2 separate regions of the Mus musculus genome follow, and region 2 is linked to region 1. The links are chromatin contacts, called in public promoter capture Hi-C maps. All regions are on one chromosome and are shown on one strand. The core of a region is the stretch at or near the end of the contact, and the rest is flanking DNA. Distances in the headings are between cores, read along the strand shown. Region 1 holds the start of Fubp1 (far upstream element (FUSE) binding protein 1). Region 2 holds the start of 4930592C13Rik (RIKEN cDNA 4930592C13 gene).

Region 1 (7,156 bases), core at 2,990-5,489:
ATCAGAATCTTTTACAAAAGGGCAAATATATCAATATCAAAATTTATACATACATCAAAACTAAAATAAAAAAGTACACACTTCTAAGTGCAGAAGTGATGATTTTTAAAAAGAGAAAACACTATGAATCCACAGTTTTAATCAATGTTTAAAGATAAATATGAAACACACAAAACACTAAAACAATATAAAAATGGGATGCCTGCAACCAACCAACCTTAACCTAGACGTGGATTCTGACTGAATGAAAGGGAGTATCAAAGACTCATTCAATAAATGAGAAAATTCAGTAAAGTGTTTCCCAAATAACATAACTTTATTTATATCATTAACAGTCTGTGCAACTCAAAGCAAGCATAATCCTATAACAGGACAAAAAAAAAAAAAAATAACAAAACCTGTTTTCTATTACAATAATACTTCCCAATAGATTCAAATTATACCTACCTTTTCTAGGTCTGTCTTTTTCAAAATCCTATTCTTCTGAGACCAATAGATAGTAGTATTTTGATAAATCATCTTGATAAACAATACTGAAAATCTTATCAAATGAATACCATGGAAGATAATTATTCTTGTTGGCTATAACTTACCTCCATCTTCTAAGGGTCTTTTTTGTCCCCCATAACCATAGTCATTTGAATTCAATGATGTACCAGCATCACCCCCAATTTTTGCTGCAATCTTAAAAGAAAAATCGGAATACTAATCAGGGTATTAATACTTTATGTACTACTCAGCACTAAATTTCCTACAATAAAAGATATACTTTTAAAAACACTAGAAAGATTCACTTATTAAGAATAATTAAAACTACCACTAATACTTCAGGGAGCTAACAAATAGTTAATGATCTATTAAACTTATGTTATATCCCCATTTAAAACAACCCACACATTTGGAAACAAAATCTTTTCCACCCTTTGATTTCAAATCATAGCATTTGTAAACTATATCTTAGGTATTTAAGTGCACTGTATGGGACTGACAGGAACTGATGTTAAAAGGGAAGTGTTACGTACAATTGAACGAGAGGAAAACGGCTTAGACTATGGCTATGTTCTACAATTAGCTTTTATGAACACTTCTGAGTTTACTTGAAGACCAAGGAATATCCATAAGAAAGCATGCTTATTCACACTCCATTCATGTAATAGGTCTACAAGCATCCAAAAGAAAAATTGGTACACAGTTCATTCAAAAGACCAAGCAAAACTTTCAACTCTCCCCTCATTGGGGGTGGGTGGTGGGTGGATGGGAACATGGTCTGATTATAGCCCCAGCTAGTCTAATCCTAACTTCTCACATGCTACAATTATGAACCCAATGTTTCTATTAAACACACATTAAGTGTAAGTAATGTTTTTATTTTAACCCACAGAAATAATTCAAGCTTTCCACTTGATTTTTGCTCTACTGTATTTCTGTGCTTTTTTACTTCAGACAAAAATCAAACCAAACCAGCATTTACCACTTTCTTCACTGACCCACCCTCACCAATTTTGGAGTTAAAGATAATTCTAAGAAGGTAATGACGTGAAAACATCTATCTCCTACACTTTAGCCCACACTTTCTTTAGTAGTTTTAAAGGTGGAAGTGCAAATCTACTTCTAGTGCTTCCTAGGCAGGGTCCACAGCAACTTTCAAATTTTCCTTTTGGAAAATTTAACAATGCGCACATTCATCCTCAAAGACACAGTTGCACCAAACTTATAAAAAGTGTGCCTAGCAGCACACTCGGGCTGGTCCAAGTTCCCTGGCTTATGTGTGTATATGTGTGTGTGTGTGTGTGTGTGTGTGTGTGTGTGTAACAGCAGAGGACTGCCTGGTCTGGTCTCAGTGGGAGAAGATCCACCTAACCCTTGAGACTTGAGGCCCCAGGGAAGGGAGGTGGGGAGATGAAGAAGGAATGGTGTGAGGAACTGGGGGTGAGTGGGCAGGAATGTAAATAAAGAAAATAATTTTTAGAAAAAGTAAGTGTGCCAGGATCAGTGTAGGCAGACCTGTCACTCCAGCATTCAGGAGGGTGAGGCAGAAAGACTCTCATTTTGAAAACAAAATCTCATCTGGGCATGGGTGGCACACACCTTTAGTCCTAAAGGCAGAGGTAGGCAGTGAGTTCCAGGACAGCCAGAACTACATAGTGAGACCTTAGTCCCTTACTTACACAGGCAAGGTCCTGATGGAATTTCTACATACCCAGAATGTCCAAAGGTGTAACAGATACTATCATCTATAATAAACACTTGTATTATCACAGCCAATGCTTGCTAACAATGGAATCTATCCATAGTTTTTCTCACATTCCCACCTTTTTCCTCCTCCTATGTTATCCTATATTAGCTGACTACCTCTTAGAGCTGTCCTTCCAGAAACCCTCGATCTTTGTAGAGCAAGCAGCAGCTTCTTGTCTATGCTGGCCAGACTCCCACTCCTCACTGCACTATATGAATGTCACCCATCTTTCAGTGAGGCATCCCTTTCCAGCAGCGTCCTGTACAGCGCCTGCCTCACAGTGTGACTATTTATGTAACCGCTGTGGTTTACTTTATCATCAAAGCTGTCTGCTCACTCGTGTTCGATTTTTATCTCACAAGACTAGAAATCACACACTTAAAAAGCTTCCAAAGCCGAGAGGTGGAGTACACCTACACTAGAGACAATTCAGCAGGAAGCCTTAAACCTCAGGCCTGCCTAGGCTTTCGGTAGAGGCCCTGCATCAAAAAGTTTCCTCAGATGCCCAGGCAGACACACTTGTCCCTGAGCCTAACAACTTACACCTGACCAAAGGGTCCTACATGGAAGGAGAATCAACTCCCACAAGTTGTCCTCTGACTTCTATGTACACCAACCACATTGCTCATGGAATCCCTCTGTATGAATAAATATATTTTTTCAGTATCTATGCACTAGATAAGTGTGCTTGCTGTATTATGGTAGACTTGATAAACCTTGATTGAGTCGGTAATCTTTCGGTCCTGAAGGAAGTTTCCAGTATAGTCAAAGCTGGCTTTAAAAACCTGCTCATGTCTAGCAACTACAACAGAGCCATAAGGGTTTATTTTACCTTACAGGCAAATTCCATAACATACTTTTTTTTTTGAGACAGGTCCCTCTTGGCCGTTTTGACTGGCCTCAAACTCAAGAGACCTGCCAGGCTCTGTCTCTCGAGTGCTGGGACTAAAGTCGAGCACCACCCCACCCGGCAAGGCAACATTATACATTTTTAAGCTACAAAGAAGTCGGGGGCGGGGGCTACTTGAAGACATTGACGTTCAGGTTATTGGGGGGGGGGTGTCAAATGCAAGGACTCTTATCTATCCAACCCTTTTCATCTGGGAAAATGGTTGCCATTCGAGGCAACAGTACGTCCCTACGTAGCACAAAGAGGTTGGAGGCTTCGACTTGGGAAGAGAGAGGCAGATTCAAACTCAAGGCTGGGGAAGAAAGGGCCCGGGGCCATTTGGAGCTGGGGAAAGGATTGGTGGATCGCACGCAGATCCCGCCCCGGGGAGAGCCTCGCTGGTGAACGCCGCGGGGAACGTTAGGCTAATTACGGCGAGGGTGGAGAGCTCGGCGGCGCGGGAAGCGGCGGGGACCGCTAGCCAGGCAGCCGGCCCTCCCTGGCTTGCCCTCGCCGTGACCTGAGCGCCCAGAACCTTCCACGCGCCTGGGTCGGGCGGAACCGGAGCCGAGGGAGCCGGGGCAGGCAGGGCGCACGGGGCGGCGAGGCCGCGCGCGCGGGGCGGAAGTGGAGGCCACGCTCGGGGAGAGCGCGTGGGAGGGGGGGGCGCTTCAGACCACGACAACGGGCTCGGCCTCGAGCCGCTGGGACCCCTCGTGAGAAGACGCCATCTCCTCGGGCGGCAGCCGCGAGTGCGAGCAGGGCCGGACCTGCCCCGCCGGCGGCTCTCGGGGGTCGGGGAGGGGAAGCCGCCGCGCGGTCGGTCCACGCTTACCTGCCGCGCTCTCTGCAGGGCATCTTTGAAAGCGTCGTTAACGACTCCGCCGCCGCCGCCGCCAGCCGAGCCAGACGACGGCGGAGGCACTGTGGAGTAGTCGGCCATACCCACGCTACAGCACACGCTGCCGTTTCCTCGCGGAGGGAGGCGCCGCTCTCGGTTAACTGCTAAGAAAGGAAGAAGATGGCGGCCGTCGAGGCTCTATCACATTCTTGCACGACCATCGTGCCGTAAAGGGGCGGAGACTGGCAGACGGAAATCCCGCGATGTTTCAGCGCTGACGCGCGATTGGCGGGGGGTGAAGAGGGGGTGGAGGGTACAGAGAAGGGACGCCGGGCGAAGAATATCGCGAGACTTGACCGGGCTCCCACGAGAGTAGGGTCTCTCTGGGCGCCTCCTCGCAGCGCGAGTGCGGGCCATTGTTCCCTCGCCTCGGCGGCTGAGGCAGTGGCGCCCGGGAAGTGTGCCGCCCGCGCTTGTAGGGGACTTGGAAAGGCCGTCGCGGATCAGGGAGCTAGCTAGTGTCCTTCCGTGTTTCCGTAGTAAGGGGCCTGACGTCGTCGGGCGGGGACGTCACGCAACAGTGTCGCGCGGCCGCACAGCCCGAGGGCCGCGCGCACGGGGCGTGCGGGGCGTCCGCGGCGACGCTGCGGAACCGTCTGCGGCCCGGCGGCGGGAGCCCACCATGCTCCGGGGCGCCGAGCTGCCTCTGCCCATGTCTCCACCCGGGCCGGTCACAAGCGGGGAGGAACTCAGACCACCGGGCCCTTAGTTCTCGAGCCGATTGCCTACTGAGTCTCTTATGTAAAATAGTGTGGGCGAGCGGATGGTGAAAGTATGACCGCCCTTTGTCCTTTAAAAACGTGAGTGTTGCACATCCAGTATGTAGACACCTAGCGTTGCGTGTCTTTGGCCAGTCTTACCATGTGCCCCTTATGTCACGAACGTGTCATGCTCCTGACACAAACCGGCTTTACTGCGTTTTCCCCACCCCCCCCCCCGCGCCCCTGCGGGTAGTCAGATCAATGTCATGGTCTGAATTTTCATTTCTGGACTAGTTGGCTTTGCAGGCAGTTTCTAATATTTGTCATATATGCCAATAACCACGTTTCTCCAGACCATTCCTGAGCGTGTCTTAGCCATGCTAGCCTAATGCTGGCAATTACTACGGTGAATGAGGGTTCTTGGGCCTTTATTCTGTTTATACTTAGTATGCCACAATGATCCCTGCTCTCAGTTTAGCTAAGAAAAAGGCAAAATGGACTGTCTAATGTATGACGTTTCCCCCCTCTCAGTCTAAGAAGCATTTTTCTTAACACCAATCTTAGAATGAGAGAAATATGTTCCCTTGGCTTTCCGATAGCCGGAAACTATGTGTCCAGTACCCACTATCAGTTACTAAGTCAGGTGCTGGCAGATACAAACAGCATGATTTTCTTAAAACCAGCTCTGTCTTAGCCATTTGATAGCTCAGTTTGACCTGTTTAACCTGTTCATGGATGTCTAGGAATGTCCGTGGATTTAGAAAAACAGTAAAGGTATTGGGCTACAGATTTAATCATAGCAATATGTAGGAAAACTAGCTAATGAGAGTATTTCAGTCGCGTTTTAAGGAAGTTTGCCCAGCAAATAGCATTTACTCATCAGTAATTGATGTTTTTATTCACTAATTAGATTTGTATACTAGTTAGATGTCTGGTTGAAATAATTCAGAGTTTTATTTATTCCCCCTATAACCAATTATCGTTTAGATTTTTTCTAAATATTGAAAGGACCTTCATTTCTCATTTTTTACAACACTGCATACCGGGAAGGTGAGTATTGTAGTATGGAATACTTTGGGATCAGCTTAGACTACGGTTTCTTATCCTCAATGCTGCTGAGAGACTTTGGACTGGGTAATTCTTGGCTGTATGCTTTGCATGGTACAATATCTCCGCAGCATCTTTGGCCACTACTTGCCCTCTCCTAAGCACCACCAATTGTGATAACTGAAAATATCTTCAGGCACTGAGTTCACACCTCTGACTCTTCCTTGATCCCTGCCCCTGCCTTTTCTTGACCGTATTAACTCTTGCCAGTGTATGAAGTCCAGCACTTTTTGACCCTGCTGCTCCAGCCCTGGCCCAATTACTATCACTGTAGTCCCAGATCAAAAGGGAGCACTTTAGTTTTGCTCCTTCTTGTTTATGTTTCACTAACAACAACAAAAAAAATAAAGATAAGGAATTTGTAGAGTTGTCAAGATGGCTCACCAGTTAAGAGCACTGGTACTTTTCCAGAGGACCAGGGTTTAGTTCCTACCACCCACAAGGTACATACATACACATACAAACAAAACACCTGAACATGTAAAATAATCTTTCAAAATTTGAAAAAAGTTGGCCAGGTGATGGTGCTTTGTGCCCTTTAATCCTTATGCTCAGGAGCCAGAGGCAAGTGGATCCCTGAGTTCAAGGACAGCCAGGGCTACACAGAAACCCTGTCTGGAAAAAAAAAAAAAAATTTAAGAACGTTTGTACAGAACTCAAAACTAACATACTCTACGTACAGGGGTATTGTATTAGGGTTCTCTAGAGTCGCAAAATTTACGGTATGTCTCTCTATCCTGAGGAGATTTATTGTGATGACTGACAGTCTGTAGCCCAACTCTCCAACAGTGGGCAGCTGTAAATGCTGTAAATGGAAGACCAAGAATCTAGTAGTTGCTCAGGCTAGTTGTTTGAGCTGGTCTTCTGTAGAAGTAGATTCCAGTGTGCTGGCAAGTAAGTGCAAGTGCAAGCAGATGAAGAAGAGCAAATCTTCTCTCTTCCAATATTCTTACATAGGTCTCCAGCACAAGCTGCACCACCACACCCGGATCTGGGGACTTGTTTTGTCCCCGGCTGACCTTGAACTTACAGATCTTCTTGCCTTAGCCGCCATGCCAAGATCCAAGTCAGAAACTTGTGTCTTCTAGCCTTAAGATCTAGATTACAGGTGAGCCCTCCAATTCTGGATTGTAGTTCATTACAGTATAGTCAAGTTGACAACCCGGAATAGCCATTAGAGATATTATGCAAGGACCATACCCTTACCTACCGTTCTATAGCTCAAATAGACCTTCTTTCTGACTGAATTACAATCCACCTCTTCATGGTTTCTTGGAAACAGGCCTCACCTATACATTTCCACTTACACTTTAAATCCTTTG
Region 2 (7,156 bases), core at 3,088-5,587, 5.3 Mb before region 1:
AGAAAGAGAAAGAGAGAGAGAGAGAGAGAGAGAACGAGAACAAACGTATATGAGGTTGAGGAGGGAACATGTAGTAGGTTAGGAGAGAAACTGAAGGGGAGGGAATGTCTATCTTATGAATTTGATCAAAACACACATGCACATATAAAACTCTTAAAACAGTAAAAAGAAAATGCAACCAAAACTCCCAACAATAAAAAAGATTTTAGTTTTATGCTTTGTAATTTTGTAAATTTAAAGTTTCTCTGCTATCTAAAATGTGGCTAAGATTAAGAATTAATTTTTAAGCTTTACAGGATGTCTTTAAAATGTCCTTTACCTTTCTGTCACACTAGGATATATGCTATTGCTGTATCATTACTACCTACCATGCACCCACCAAGCAGAAGGAGGTAGAAAAGCACTTATGAAAGTATCCTAGAACCCTAAATGCTAGTGTAAGGCTGCCTAGCACTACTTCATAAATTGAAACTATCACATAAAATTTTTTTGAGTGCTAAGAGGAAAAAATCCCCAGTAAATAGGGTGTGGTGGTACATGCTTATAATACCAGCATACAGGATGAGGCAGAAGCTGAGAGATGAAAGCTATCCTTTGTTATATATCGAGTTTGAGGCCATCCAGGACTCAAACAGAACACACACACACACACACACACAGACACAGACACAGACACACACACACACAGAGACACACAGAGAAGTAAACAGATTCCCTTTCTTGCTATGCTCTCTTGAGAAAGTAGTATATTTCTTACCTGTTCTTTCTTCTAATTTAGCATACTTTGGAGTATTACACATGTTACACTCTGATCTTCTAGCCCAATTCACATTACTGCAACTACAATTATAAAACAAAACCAAAAACCATTAAACTAGAAGGCCCCTAAACATTGAAAAAATATTATTCAAAACATTATGGTGAAATAATTAATACAAAGTAATCCTGATTAAGGAGTAATGAAAATGAAATTTAAAAATCTATTTAATATAACATACTGAGAAGTGACATAACTAGAAATTCTGCTACTGAGGGGAAAAAGCAGTGCTTTAATCAAAGGTTCCATTTCCTATCATCTCTGAATCTACCTTAAAGAGTTTGGTCTCACCTTTCACAAATATGTTTGCTATTCTTAGTGCCCTCTATGAAATCCTTTGCAGTTCACTAAATCCTGTGACTTAGTTTGTAAGACAGCTTTCCTGTAAAGGTTCAAGGTCTGTCTACAGGACCAGGACTTTATGTAAGACGTTTTTCTGGTCCAGTGCTTTTTCATATATGTAGGATTTATTTACATAGCACAAAATGTGGAGATTGAGAAAATCAATACAAAATGAAATCTAAACCTGAAAGAAAAAAGTATTCTATTTTTTTCAAGCTGTCATGTGGCTGCTGGGAATTTAACTTGGATCCTCTGGAAGATCATCCAGTACTCTTAAGCGCTGAACCATCTCTCCAGCCTAAAAGGCAACAATAAAAAAAAAAATCTAACAAGAAGCAATTTTTATGGAAGGCAACTTAAGATTTTTCAAGTTGCTTTCATATTATAAAAGAGACAAAAAGTAGAATCAAAACAAAAACCCCAAATCATGCAATTATTCAGCAACAAAAAGTAGACCACAAGGTCTTCAATGTCCCCCAGACCTTTGGTTATCAGCTCATTACACACTACCACAGCAACAACTGGTAACACCCCTGAAAGATACCACTTAAAATTTCCCTTTTACTATAGTTAGCCTAAGACCAATGAATGTTTGGATCAATATGGCATAGCATCTTGTCACATAATTAGCAAGAGTTCATCATGTTGTTGCAGTAACAGACAGCAATCTGAAGCACATACGTTTTGCATTGCCAATCATTGGCACTAAATAAGCCCCGGCTCTTCTCTGCCAGTGTCTTTCCTATTTCTGTTCCCCCAGCTTTCATCATCTTGGCCTCAGTTGTCTTTTCTGCAAACAGACAAGAACTCGATATAAATCCTGGGAAATAAAGAAATGATCTGCATATACAGTATTAAGAGAATTATCTGTCAGCGCTCACCTCGACCACATCTGTTACAGCTGGTTCTCCTAGCAAAGTTTACATTTCCACACCTGCAAATAAAGTGAGATGCACTTAGAGTAGTAATTCCTAGATACTTAAACTGTTTACATTTTAAACTGTCCTCACTACACCCTGGAACGCAGAACAAGCTTATCCCATTATGTTAATATAAGCACCAGCAGGGAGAAGGAAAAGCTGGGTAAAAATCTCAACCTTGTGCTTACAGTTACTGTGGGAACCACTTTGGGACCCAAACCTTGCTATCTTCAGACTGGTGTATATCATTAGTTACATAAAAGTCTCTTGTTCCAAAGTGTCAGACTCTTCTATAACAATTAGACAAGATACCAGAGAGAGTTAAAAAAAAAAAAAGGAATATCAACTTTCATCTTGTTTGTTACAAGTAATAAATGTGATGAGTTTTAGAAGCATAAAATTCAAGCTGGGCAGTGGTGGCACAAGCCTTTAATTACAGCACTTGTGAGCTAGAGGCAAACAGATCTCTGTGAGTTCCATAGAGAAACTCTGTCTAAAAGGAAAAGATTAATCACAAAATCCTAGGGATGGATCCATCAGGAATGAACAGTTACAGAAGGACTCCAGAGAATTGATGAAACATTCTTTGAGAGGTAGGAAGTGCGATGATAAGGAAAAGACTGATATATTAACTAAAGACAGAATTAAATTGTAAAGAAATTTGAGTATTATAGTATTTATCAAATCTAAAACTAAAGAACAGAAAACAAAACCACAACCAACAGAAAAAAGTGTAACCTTATGACATTAACTAGTTAAGTTTTCACACACTTGCACTACTTTAGTATTTGTTAAAGCAGTTAGATACTCCAATTTAAAGCTTAAATAAGTAACGACAAAGAATCCACCACCCTATTAAAAAACAATGAATGAGATAAAATAGTGAAAGGAAGTGTAACACTAAACTGAATGGCTCCAGACAACTTTAAGGTCCCTTTTTCTGTTAAAAAAAAATACACACGTTCCAAGTAAAACTGAAAATATATTCTGAAAACTGTCTCCTTGATTTACATATTCAGTACAAATAACATTTAGTTTCTGCCGAGTTTAGGTGTACAGGACTTTGAATGAAGGGTCCTCCCAAAATATACATGGGTGCTTTCAGTAAGAACACAAGAGCACAGTTTTCTACGAGTCACACAGAAGGCAGAGAGGCTGGTGTCTTAATCTCTGAAGGGTTCCAAAGTGTCACACAGTTCCTGCAGTGACAGTCCAAGAGGATCTCGGTTCTAGTCTGCTGACTTGGTATGCTTAGCCTGATATCAGTCTGATACCAACCAAGTGGATCTGAGTGACATCATTTCCTTGCTCTCCACACACTGCCCATGTTATTTCGGTGTTAACTGTAGTCGAGCAATGTATTTTCTAGCAAAGGTACTTCAGGCTAGACGCTCTGCAGTAGACAGAAGAGTAAACCCGGGTTTCCTTCAGCTCTGACTCTGGCTTTCCAAGAACACGAGCTGGTACATCACTTTTCTTTAAAAATAGGGACACCTATTCAGAACGATCTCTGTGGCCATAAGCGGAGCACACCGGCTTCCCGGCCACGTACGTGCCCAGGCCTCCTGCCTCTCGGCAGGAGGATGAGAAAAGCCAAGTCACTGGGGACGGATCGCAGGCCCGAAAGCACGGCGGCCGCAGGGAGGGAGCGAGGGACGGAGGGAGGGAGGGACAGCGAGCGGCCCCGGCAGAGCTCGGAGCAGGGCCACTGAACCGTGAGCTCAGCTCCGCGCGGGGTCACGTGCGGGCCGCCCGCGACCGCTCAAGGCCGGCAGCGACCGCCCCGCCGTCCCCACAAAGGCCGCGACCCCGTCGCCGCCCTCACAGGGACCTCCCGGCCACCCCAGGTCCCACGGTATCCCGCCACGCTCACTTCTTGTCAGGGCAGATCCAGTCCCCGTCACTGACTCGGAAATTCTTGGTCGACATCTTGGACGCCAGCAGCAGTGCCGCCCGCAGCGACGTCCCCACCGGAGCCGCGGGGGCCTCGCGCCGGGCTGTCCTCGCGCCGCCGGACCCGCCCTTCCCTGGGGTGGGGGAGAACTCACACCGCCGGACCGCGAGCCTGGAGCAGCGGTGCGGAGACGACGCCCAGGAGCCAGCAGCCCGTCCTGAGGCTCTGCTTCGCTTCGGCCTTACCGAGCTCCTGAGCAGGCGTTGTGAGGACAGCCCGGCCCGGCGGCCATCGCAGCCGAGTTCTCCGCAGGCCGAAGGACCCTAGAGAAAGGCGCTTCCGTTTCCGGGGCGGGGCTAGGGCGCAGAGGCGGAAGTGACTCGGCGCGGCTCGATAGCCCACGGGCTTGCGCGTTGCCTAGGGTTTACTGGGGCGAGCAATAAGGTGGGAGGCTCGAGTCTTTGGAGAAGATACTTTATTTTTATTTTTGGACAGAGACTGAGGATTAAACCAGGTTGCCCCGGACATTACTGTTTCATACATACCACTTGGAACCTCTGTCAGGCTTCTGTAGGCCACGTCAAAAAGATAAACTTTTTTTCCTGTGAGAACATAGGGTCTCACTTTTAGCTCCACCTGGCTTGTGTAGTTAGGCTGCTTAGTATTTGGATGGAAAAGTCATATTAATGAAGGGAGATATCTCTCCTTCTTGGGCTGTTGCTTAAAAACTTAGCTTTAAAAATATTTAATATGTGTGAGAGATAAGCCCTGTACACAGAGGAGCCACCCCAAGGTTTTAGAAATAGGAAATAGTATTGATACAATTCTGACCCCAACTCACTACCTTTCCCCAGATTTAACACTGGCCCTTTGGGTTTATTCTCGTTCTTTATAAAAGATTTAGTTCATATACTGTATGCTTATTTTTTAAAGTGAGAAATGGTACAATTTACTGTGACAGAGGGTTGCTTTTAGTTCCGCGTAGTTTCTGAGTTTGCAGTTAGTTGCATGTAGCTCACTTTTATTTCAGTCATGCATATTCACAATTCTTTCTTGTGACAGTTAAGCCCCAAACCCTGCACTTTGTCACAACGTGCATTCAAGTATTCTTTTTAAAAGATTATTTATTTTATTTATAGGAGTACACTGTAGCTGTCTTCAGACACACCAGAAGAGAGCATCCGATCCCATTACAGATGGTTGTAAGCCACCATGTGGTTGCTGAGAACTGAACTCAGGACCTCTGGAAGAGCAATCACTGCTCTTAACCACTGAGCCATCTCTCTAGCTCCCCCCTCCCCCATGCAAATATTCTTGCAAATATTCTTACAGTTAACACCCAAATCTATGTTTTGGCATTGTTGATCAACTCTCGTGAACATTTGTGCACACGGGTTCTGGCATTTATATTTCTCGCATATAGCTCTTATCCAGGAGAAAAAAAAATCATTAAACTGCTTTGGTTTTAATGTCTAACACTTTTGATACTTATATTCATCTTGATCATCTCACTTGAAAGCTCTTGGATGTATTTTATTCTGATAATTGTCCACACCTTCCCAGTTATTTCATATTGTATAATCACTGATTTTTTCCTGGATTTTTATCTTGGGTAATGTGGAATTTTTATTTTCTTTTAGCAAGCAATCCTGGGGTTGGCATCACAGGCTCAGTCTTGCGTGTGAGTAATGGTTCTATATCAGTTGGCACCGCTGAGTATTAGCTGTGCTTTTATGTGTGTGGGTGTTTTGTCTACATGTATGTCTGTGCACCATATGTATGCTGGGTGCCCTCAGAGGCCAGGAGAAGGTGTGGATCCCCTGGAACTAGAGTTACAGATGGTTGTGAAATCAGCATGTGGGTGCTGGGAGTCAAACTCTGGACCTCTGGAAAAGCAGTCAGTGCTCTTAACCACTGAGCCAACTCTCCATCCCCTGCTATCTTGATCTTGCTATCTGTCCTTCACACAAACACGTGAATTGTTTTGGTATCTTAGCAGTACTTTTAATTGTAGTTCATTACATGAATCATATCCATCCTGCTTTGCTTGGTTGATACTTGAGCACAGAACTTGTATGGGTTCAGACTAGATTTGGAGGACATACCTCTCTGTCCATCTCTTTCTTAGATTCCTCTCACGTAGTCTGTCTTTCAGTGTTCCCTTTTCTTGGCCCTTTTGTGAGAAATACGAGGTTTCCCTTGGATTTTTAGCAGCTTGTCATAGCTAAAGCATTTGACTAGGGCCCTAACACAGGGTGAAGTGATGAGGGAAAGAGAAAGGTATGGGATGTTTCCCACCCCCACCCCCCACCATCCCCCTCCACACATGTAAGAGTACAGAGACTTCCTCTCCTTGTCATTATATGAAAGTATAGTTTCTCCTATACTTTCACTCTGGGTGGGAGGAGAGCTGTGAAATATTTTAAGTGTTTCTTTACAATCTGGTAGCGCACAGATGTGCATTTCCCCAGTTCATACGGTTGGAAAAATTGTTTTTAAATTAATTCAATTATTATTAATTGTGCTGTTACTACAGATTTACTAGCTAGTTGCCTGGCTAGCTACAAGAGAAAATAGCGGAAAAAAAAAAGCAACTATCAACAAACCCATACTATACCCATCCTACTAAGCTTTGGCTCTCTTTGGTAGTTTGCCCATAGATAAGGGTGTATTTTATCTAAGTTTTCCATACAGTTAGTGAAGAAAGACAGATAGCAGTGAACCTGTCCTGTCCTGTCCTCTGTTGCTGCAAGTCAGGGAAGTGTAAAATTAAAACCATAATGTATAAAACTATGACCCACCCATCAAAGTGAACAAAGAGTGCTATAGGGTGGCCAGAGTCCTTATTGATTGCAGGCAATGTGTCTTCATCTGCATGTGGGTTGATTTATGCTATTTTAATTTCATAACAGTGTGAATACGATACCCAGTGCATTTCAAAGTTTGAATTATGAATTTTTCATAATCTAATGATATTGGTATACTTAAGATTCTGGATAGTAACAGTGAGCTATCATGAGGGTGAAGGACCTATACTCTATAGTGTACTGTGTCACAAAGCTAATATGCTCAGTCAGTTATGTATATTCATTTTTTCAGCTTAAAATAGGTTTATTTTATGGGATTTTTAATCCAGTGAACTTTATGTAACCCTAGAACAAGTCAAGTAGCCTTTTATATTTG

What was found. Promoter capture Hi-C pulls out the DNA fragments that hold promoters and counts their contacts.
Region 2: a promoter capture Hi-C map of pre-B cells shows a contact between it and region 1. The contact joins the promoter of 4930592C13Rik here to the promoter of Fubp1 in region 1. A contact is called at or near these places in 2 of 39 promoter capture datasets (cranial neural crest and pre-B cells), 3 of 484 Hi-C or Micro-C datasets (CD4 T cells, embryonic stem cells and pre-B cells) and 1 of 9 other capture datasets (liver).

The regions. Positions count from the first base shown.
Region 1 is chr3:152,207,505-152,214,660 of GRCm38.p6, reverse strand. Fubp1 (far upstream element (FUSE) binding protein 1) reads right to left here and starts at 4,239. Exons shown (of 20, transcript NM_057172.4): 1 at 3,961-4,239; 2 at 594-684. The coding sequence starts at 4,068. Gm40180 (a long non-coding RNA gene) reads right to left here. Exons shown (of 3, transcript XR_867759.3): 3 at 5,773-7,156. It also overlaps a transcript of Dnajb4 not described here.
Region 2 is chr3:157,531,271-157,538,426 of GRCm38.p6, reverse strand. It overlaps 4930592C13Rik (RIKEN cDNA 4930592C13 gene), which reads left to right and starts at 4,337. Exons shown (of 2, transcript NR_152231.1): 1 at 4,337-4,417. It overlaps Zranb2 (zinc finger, RAN-binding domain containing 2), which reads right to left and starts at 4,262. Exons shown (of 10, transcript NM_017381.3): 1 at 3,953-4,262; 2 at 2,041-2,093; 3 at 1,841-1,949; 4 at 758-840. The coding sequence starts at 4,008.